3 separate regions of the Sus scrofa genome follow, and regions 1 and 2 are each linked to region 3. A link is a contact called in public Hi-C and promoter capture Hi-C data. All regions are on one chromosome and are shown on one strand. The core of a region is the stretch at or near the end of the contact, and the rest is flanking DNA. Distances in the headings are between cores, read along the strand shown.

Region 1 (2,700 bases), core at 54-2,553, 340 kb before region 3:
TCATCATCCATGGGGTCAGGTATAAATGCTCCAATGGGGAAAGGAGCAACTGGAATATTGAGTGACCGCAGAAAAATCCTTTCTGGTCTTCAGTTTCCTTATCTGCAAAGTTTAAGAATTTGGGTAAACGGACCAAATTCTGTTTGTACCCCAAACGCCTCCAAACTCTACCGCAAGAAGCCGCCAGAGGAAGCGCCAGGCCAGGGGTCTTACCCCGCCCGCGAGAGCGATAGTGGCCGGGCGGGTGGCCCCGCCCCCGCTCCCGCCTTGGTTGCCCAGCCACTGGGAGGGCCGAGCTTCCGCCCTCCACGTTGTTGTTCCCGATTTGCGCCACGCCCCCTCGGTCTGGGCTTTGGACACCTAGCCTAATTTGCCCTCGGTCCGGCCCCAGAGCAAAGGGCGACTTCTGGGGTGGCACATTTGGAGTTTCCGCCCGCCTCAGAGGCGCGTGGACAAAGGCAAGAGTTTATAGGAAGGAAAGGGAGACACTTTGTTTTGGAGGGAGGATAGTGAAAAGTAAAGAGTAGATCAGGTCACAACTGCACAATTTCCCTTTCGGAGTCCCACCCTTCACACAGCGTCCCCATCCGCACCCGCGAATGTGACCCTGCTAGACACTGGCCCTTTAAACAGAAGGCTGGCGGCGCGGGGTGTCCATGTGGAGCTGCTCCATGCCGTGTTGTCCTGCCCGCCCATTGGCCCGCGGCCCGGTGACGTCGCCTAATAGGATGCGAACGCACTGCGGGGGGAGGAACGGAGACAAAACGCGGAACAGGATCGCCACTCCGCTCCCTCTGCCAGTTCTCTGGCAGCCTCCTGCCGTCAGCTCCGCCCAGGGGCGGATCCCGGGGGAATTGCGACAGCCTGGTGGTTGCGGGAATTAGGTCACGTGTGGACCCAGGGTTCGGGCCAGTCTCTACCAGCCTAAGGTTTCCTTGACCTGGAATATCCTTATTTGAACTAACTCGAGTCTTGAGTTTTCCACCCTTCCTTCCCTCCAGCAGGATAATTTTAGTTGTGAATGACACAAACATGCAGCCCTTGCTAAACTTGTGGCTTGCAATCGGGGCGGGGGGAGGCGGGAAAGCGGAAATGCAGGGCGCGAACCCGGCTGGAGCTTCTCCCACCCCACCCAGGCCACGTGTGCGCTCGCCGTCTTGAGTGGGCGGGGCCAGCCTGCCCGGGACCACGCCCCTCCCTTCGTGAGAAGCCGCGGCCCTGCGGGCGGGGGCTCCGGTCCGGGCTTTGGCTGCGGCCCCGGTGTAGTAGCGGGGGCGGCGGCCGGGGGCAGCGCGGCTCCTTCCCTTGTTGTGTGTGTCGGTGCCTCCTCGCCATCTTGTTGCAAAGCCTTTTCTTGTCGGCGGGACTCCTGGGGGCCGCGGGGCGGGAGGCATTGGAAGGGAGGAAGAGTGGGAGGGGAAGGAGTGAGGCAGTGCCGCCTTATTTTTTTTGCATCAATATATTTAAATTTGCAAATTACATTTTGCAAATATTTGGGGAGACATTGGTTTTTCTCCCTGTGCTTCCCCGTTCTTCCCTGCGGAGTGCGCTGCGCCGCCCAGCCCTGTCGCCCCCCGGAGGTGATCCCTCCCTCCTGCCTGCCCGCCAGCCTGACCTGTGCTCGACTCGCGGGCCGCAGTCTCGGCCCCGGCGCGCCCCCGGCAGCTCTCGGCGCGATGAGCATAGAGACGCTACTGGAGGCGGCCCGCTTCCTGGAATGGCAAGCGCAGCAACAACAGAGAGCACGTGGTGAGCGGCCGGGCTGGGCCCCTAGGGCAGCGGGGAAGGGGAGGCGAGCGACCCTGGTACCCGAGCCCACCCGAAACCGCGGGCGGAACCCTCTCCCAGGCGGCTCGCGAAGCCGGGCATTGCAAGGCTCCGCGGAAGAACCGGCACCGGAGGAAGAGTGTTGTGGGCAGTGAAATTAATTAATGAATTCGTTAACATGCAGCGGGGGACCCGGCTCCTGTGGGCGCCACCCCAGCTGCCTACCACCACTTGTGCACCTTTCGTGAGGGGCTCCTTTCGCGTGGGCCAGCAGCGCCCTCGGTAGGGCTGAGGATGTGCGAGCCGGGGGGTGGGGTGAAGAATGGTGTTGCGTGGGGGTGGCAGACCCGCGGGCGTGTGCGTGTGTGCACAGGGGATGTGTGATGCGAGCCTCGATGAGAGCGGATGAACGGACGTTTACACGGGTGAGTGTCTAGTGCACACGAGTGGGCGTGTGTGTAACGGAGTGGGGGGTGGAATTACTCTACGCGAAGCAGCTCCCCGGCTTCCCTAGTCTTGTGGGGTGGGTGCGGGGGGCGCTCCTGGCAGATCTTACTCGCCGCTTGGGGCGGAGGCGGCCTTTGCAGAATGAAAATGACATCGCGTGTCTTATGATCCTGGCCAGCCCCGCCTGACCCCGCCTCCCACAACTGGGCTGGGTCGCGCGTCAGGGGTTTGGGTGAGAGCCGGGCTGATTAGTGCATCGGTGAAACGGCCCGAAGGTCGCCGGGGGCAGACCCGGGGCCCCCCTTGCTGCGCCCCACTTTAGCCGGTGTGGAATGTGGCGTGTCTGCGCCTTCTAAACCCGCTCTCGGCTGGAATGTTGCGTGTGCCTGCGTTCTAAGCCCGTTGGTTACACCGGGTGGTGACGTGGACAGGGCCCGCCCCCGACCACGTGCACCGGGGACACTCCCGCTGGGGACTGCGCGGCCC
Region 2 (2,700 bases), core at 199-2,698, 270 kb before region 3:
CCATTCCTATTTTAGATGAAGAAAATGAGACTCAAAGGTTAAGTAACTTATTTAAGGTAACAAAGAGGTAGGTCTAGGCTATTCCAAAGTTTATGCATTCCTATCAGACTTTGCAGTCTCCAGTATCAATAGACTTATTTACCAAAAAGAAAATATGCCGGGCATAGATACAATTCTGGACAAAAAAAGATGGGTTTCCTGCTTTCGTGGAGTTTACACATCTGGCAGAGAGGTAGGTGGGAGGAGTGTAAGGCTCCATCCAGAGGCCTAATCCATTCCTAATCCACTCTGTAGGTTTGAGCTCTCTAGCTCTCAGATGTGGGTGAGTCATTCACATGGGCACATCTCCCCCTCCCCCATGAAATTGAAATGGGCTTTAGGGCAGGGTCAAAGTAAAGGACATTAGTACAGTACAGAGAGAGGCTTTTTCTCTTTCTGACAGGGCGAGGGGGCTCCTCAAAAGAGGAAAAAATCCTGAGTTTTAACCATACTCAATAAACCCCCTAGCCTCTGGGTATGGAGGTGGGCGTGGAGTGAGAAGCAGTGAAGGTGTGCGGGCGAACCTTCCTGCAGTCGCGACTCAGAAAAATAACCAGATGGGGTGTAGGGTAAACCCGAGCTAAGCCCCCAAGTCACCAGTTTAGCGCCGTGGAGGCCCGCGCGGGGCCCCGCCCCCTCCCCACTCGGCGCGGATAATGAATGGGCACCTCAGGTTCTCCAGAAATCGCCGGCACCCCTCCCCCGACCTCGGTCTCGCTCTCCCAGCACTGCCGGTTGCCACAGGGCGGGGAGCTGCGGGATCTCAGAGCAAACAAGCCTAGGAGCGCCTGCCTAGCTCCGGGGACCGAGGGGAGCTGCCCGCTGACCCGGAGTGGTGCGTGAGACCCCAGTCCAGGACCCCGCCCCCGCCCGAGGCCAGCGTCCGGAGATGGGCGCCGATCTGTCAGTCCCCCGGGCCGCGGGGGCAAGGACGCGAGCACCCGGGGGTCGGTGCCCTGACTTTACCTCCTTTTTCACGTTCCACAGCAGTTTCTCTTTGACTGCGTCCTCCGCGCTGCCCATCGTGCGGCGGCTGACTGGGAGGAGGTGCCCGGCGGCCCCCGAAGCCCCTCACGCGCCCTCGCCGCCTCCGCGCCTCTCAGCTCAGCGCCCCACGCACCAGGAGGAGCCCCCGCCCGCCGCGCTCCCCGCCCGCTGCTGCAGCCGCAGCCACTGCCCGGTGCTGGGCTCCGCAGCCATCTTCCGAGCCCCACACAGACGTCAGGAGGCTGGCCCGGCCCCTTCCCACAGCCGGGGGCGGGGTGGGGGGGTGCGCTCAGCCACGCGGGGGGGAGGGGTCGGGCGGGGGGAGGCTGTGCGCGCCTGCGGGCGGCAGGCCGGGGCGCGCGCCACGCCAGCCGCTGTCATGGCAACGCGCGCTGCTCCAGCCCCGAGGGCGCGAACCCGCATTGTGAGGGCCAGCAGCTGGCCTAGCACAGCGCGGGGCGAGGAGGCGGGGCGCGCCCGGGACCCCGCGACTGAGGGCAGAGTCCTTCGCTCCGAAGCTAGCCCCCATCCAGCTAGATGTCCCTGATTCCTACCCGCTCGTTTTCCCGACGGGAAGGGCTGGGGCCCCCAGCGCCTCGAGTCTGGCCACGGGGAAGACATTAGTCCCATGGCTGGGAGAAAGTCCGCGGAATGCTAGCGTTTCTTCAAACCCTCCTGCCAGCCGGGCGCCCTCAGCTGCAAAGCCTGTGGGGAGATGAGCGGGAGCGCGGCCGCCCCAACCTGTAGAGGCTCGTCAGCCCTGAGGGCACGAGAATCAAAATCAGCCGTCCTACCCCCGAGGGGTCGCCACGTCCCACCTGTCCCTTCTTGCAGCTACGTTGGAGGCGGGGGTGCGGGTTGGGGTAACCGAGACGAACAGGAGCTTTTACGGAGCCTGTGGAGGTGAGACCTGCGCCGTCCACACCATTTGCCTTGTAGATTTAAACAGCCCCACCTGGGAATGGAGGGCGAGGCAACGTTGCTTAAAGTAATAAAGGACACCTGCTGCAGCAAACTGAGGAGCGGCTTAAACGAAGCTGAGAGGAGGGGCTTTGCCTTCTAACGCACGAATGGAGAATCTTCCTAAGAGAACAGCGCAAAAAATGAAAATACAAGGGAGACCGAGAGCCCAAACCTTGACTCTACACCCGCCGTTTTGAAGCACCCAACAGCAAACTACCACAGGGGAAACTTTACGTGCAGGTTTTGCGGAGACGCTAGCTCAAAGCTCTCACTACCGGGTAGCAGAGATCCTCGCGAGAGTACGCGTGGCGCCCCACCCCGCCAGGGGAGGACACGCCCCCACTGAGGGGGCCGGAAGCGTTCGGCCTGTTCCGGAAGTAGTGCTGACTTGGTACATGTGAGCGGCAGCATGGCGGCCCATCGCTCCGGCCCGCTCAAGCAGCAGAATAAAGCTCACAAAGGCGGGCGGCATCGTGGTCGTGGATCCGCGCAGCGGGACGGCAAGGGTGAGAAGATAGGGTTGAAGGAAGAAGGGCTGTTTGGTCGACATTAACTACTTCTCTCCATGCCCAGAATTTACCTCCTATCTCCGGCCTGAAGCCGGTCTTCTGCTAGTACCTTTGCCCAAGAGTCCTTTCTAATATCCTTCTAGGTCGTCTAGCTCTGAAAACTCTAAGCAAGAAGGTGAGAAAAGATCTTAGCAGAGTAGAC
Region 3 (2,700 bases), core at 154-2,653:
AACACTGTAGACCTTTAGCAAGGCTGCAGCCCTCAATCAGCATCCTACTACCCATAATTCAGTTTAGCCCAATCCCCAGTTCTCTCTTTAGGCACCAGACAGCTCTAGAATGTGACAAGGCGAGAAATGAATTTATTCAGCGAATTATTATTATTATTATTATTATTTATTTATTTATTTTGTCTTTTTGCCTTTTCTAGGGCCGCAACCGCGGCATATAGAGGTTCCCAGGCTAGAGGTCTAATCGGAACTACAGCCGCCGTCCTACGCCACAGCCACAGCAACGCGGGCTCCAAGCCCTGTCTTCGAACTACACCACAGCTCACGGCAACGCCGGATCCTTAACCCACTGAACAAGGGCAGGGCTCGAACCCGCAACCTCATGGTTCCTAGTCGGATTCGTTAACCACTGCACCACGACGGAACTCCTCAGCGAATTATTTATTGAGCCTGCACTATATGCCTAAACTTCTGCCAGGGATTCTGCCAGACCTGACACTTCAGCCCGGGGCTGGGGTGGGTGGGTGCAAGGGTGGTGGTAGTGATGGTTCAGTGGAGAACTAGAATGGCAGGCTAGAACTCTAAGTCCAGATTTAAAGGTTACCACTGCTATGATTTTTGTTCAGTTGTCTCAAAGGGCCGGTGTCTCTACTCCTGCCCCTCACAGAAGCTCCTCTGACAGGCTCAAGTCCCTTGTGTTGCTGGGGTGTGGGAGCTGCTAATTCTAGCAGCTCAATTCGTCCCAAGGGCCAGTAGGCGCCTCCTCCTTTATCACTTGGCTGTAACCTTCTGCTTACGTTAGTATTCTTCCGTAGACTGCGAGAGATCCCTGAGGGTAGGGCTGCAGTCAAGTCCATACACCTAGCACAGGCCAGCTGCAAGGGTCGGGTGAATGAAACCTTGCGCCTCTTCCCTGAAGCATTCTCCGAGGGCACGCTAGGGGAATGCCTGGCTCCCTCCCTCCCTGTCAGGTCCGTCCTATCCGTGAGTCTACAAGCGTCTGTCTGCCCGCCAAGGCAGGGAGGCAGCGTTTACGGCTTGAGGACTACGAGCTCCTAGGAGGGGCTGCTCCTGACCATGCCTTACGGCTACAAAAGAAGGGCCGGTCCCCCTGGGCTCCAGCGACAGCAGCCCGAAGGAAGTGACCGCGAGGCCTTCTGAGTCTGGCGCAGAAAGGCGCCGCTGCCGTTAAAGGGGGCTGGTCCTGTCCCTGACTTGGGGACCCTATGCCAAGATGCGAGGTCCAGAGGCCGCACCCGTGTAGTACCCACCTCTGCCCGGGCCGTTTCGGCCGCGGGGCTCTGTGGCCTCGGCCGCAACTAGCGCCGCCATCATCACCTGGCCCACGTTGGGACCAGAAAGACAGCACTAGAAGAACGCTGAGAGCGCAGACAAGCGCGATCGATCGCCGATCGGCCAGCGACGGGCGGGGATTTGGGAGGCGGGGACCGTGAAGGAGAAAGATAGGGGCGTGGCTAGAGTGGGCCCCTGCCTCAGCTCCGAAGGTCGTGACTCTCCGGAGCCCCTAGTGGTCCCCGACCACCGCTGTTGCGTGCTCTCGGCGACTCTGTCCCACCTCCCCTTCCTTCCCGGCAGCCCGAAACTGGCTCTCCCGGAATGGTGCCCCTCTATTTGCCAACTTTTTGGCCCAGTTCTGCGGACAGAGTCTTGTGAATGGGGATACCACCAGGTCTTCCTTCAGCTCTCCTCCGTGTCTCCTCGGTTATGGGCCCTGGTGGCGGTGGGTAGGGGCGCATTCCCAGCCTCTGAGGACCCCACTGACTGGACAGGACAGAACTCACCGGCCACCGGGCCAGTTCCAAGTTGAAGCTTGGTGCCGATTTCCGGAGCGCCGGGGTGCTCCTTACACCTTAGAACCCACAGAGTGAAAGGTTCACGTGTGAAAAACTGCTACCAGGGTAAGACCCCCCGCCCCGGCCTGAGGGTGCTTTCCCGGGAGGGTTCAGAAGTCCAAGGTCTCAACTGCCTAAACCTTCCAGATTCTGGCCAGTGTTTGCCCTGCCTAGGCTGCCTCTCAGGCCTTGGTAGCCTTTCTCCTGATCAGGGGCCTGAGCTCCTGGGATCCCAAAGAGAAGTCAGAACAGCCAGCGAGACAGACTTGGCCTTTGGAGGAGCAGGGTACCTGCAGGACTGGCTTGCAGCAAGGTCTGCCCCCTAGAGCAAGGTTCCCCCAGGGCTGTTTGCCCACCCAGCCCTCTGGCACACCATCTTTTTCTCTGCTCTGTGTGAGCACATCTGGCCCTTTAAGGCAGCTCTCTGGCCTCAGGCTCCCCTGGAGGCCCTCCCTGCTTGGAAACTCCTAATTAAGGTGCAGGGAGAAGTGAAAAACAAGCAGCCAGGGACAGGCCCTGCCTGGGAGGCTGCCCAGAGAGGAGGGCTGGCTGAGCAGGCTGGGAATGAGCAGCCAAGGGGAGGACCAGAAGGGGTCAGTGCTCTGCCTCTCAGACCACCAACTGATGCTCTTAGGACAATCACAGCTTTGGACAGGAATGTAGCCAACATGGGTCCAAGGAACACCCTGTCACCTTGACAAGAGTCCAGCCTGGACTTTCCCATTTCCTCCAGGTTCTCTGGACCAGGGTGCAGGATCTCAATTCCAGGAACAATCTGAGTCGAGTCTCTCCCCATTCAGGACCCTAAGGCCCAGCCTGTGGACAGTTGTCGCTCTGGCTGCAGCTG

Evidence for each region. Promoter capture Hi-C pulls out the DNA fragments that hold promoters and counts their contacts. Hi-C and Micro-C count contacts between places; a contact is called where the count stands out from the background.
Region 1: a contact with region 3 is called in a promoter capture Hi-C map of liver, with 2.6 times the contacts expected there. The contact joins the promoter of MNT here to the promoter of DPH1 in region 3. A contact is called at or near these places in 1 of 5 promoter capture datasets (liver) and 1 of 47 Hi-C or Micro-C datasets (liver).
Region 2: a contact with region 3 is called in a Hi-C map of liver, with 2.7 times the contacts expected there. The contact joins the promoter of TSR1 here to the promoter of DPH1 in region 3. A contact is called at or near these places in 2 of 5 promoter capture datasets (fetal liver and liver) and 1 of 47 Hi-C or Micro-C datasets (liver).

Annotation. Positions count from the first base shown.
Region 1 is chr12:48,485,340-48,488,039 of Sscrofa11.1, reverse strand. It overlaps MNT (max-binding protein MNT), which reads left to right and starts at 1,303. Exons shown (of 6, transcript XM_021067616.1): 1 at 1,303-1,749. The coding sequence starts at 1,677.
Region 2 is chr12:48,416,370-48,419,069 of Sscrofa11.1, reverse strand. It overlaps TSR1 (pre-rRNA-processing protein TSR1 homolog), which reads left to right and starts at 1,448. Exons shown (of 15, transcript XM_021067603.1): 1 at 1,448-2,495; 2 at 2,642-2,700. The coding sequence starts at 2,399. It overlaps SGSM2 (small G protein signaling modulator 2), which reads right to left and starts at 2,296. Exons shown (of 24, transcript XM_021067596.1): 1 at 2,162-2,296.
Region 3 is chr12:48,145,067-48,147,766 of Sscrofa11.1, reverse strand. DPH1 (2-(3-amino-3-carboxypropyl)histidine synthase subunit 1) reads right to left here and starts at 1,403. Exons shown (of 13, transcript XM_021067606.1): 1 at 1,272-1,403. The coding sequence starts at 1,335. It overlaps RTN4RL1 (reticulon-4 receptor-like 1), which reads left to right and starts at 1,458. Exons shown (of 2, transcript XM_021067605.1): 1 at 1,458-1,919.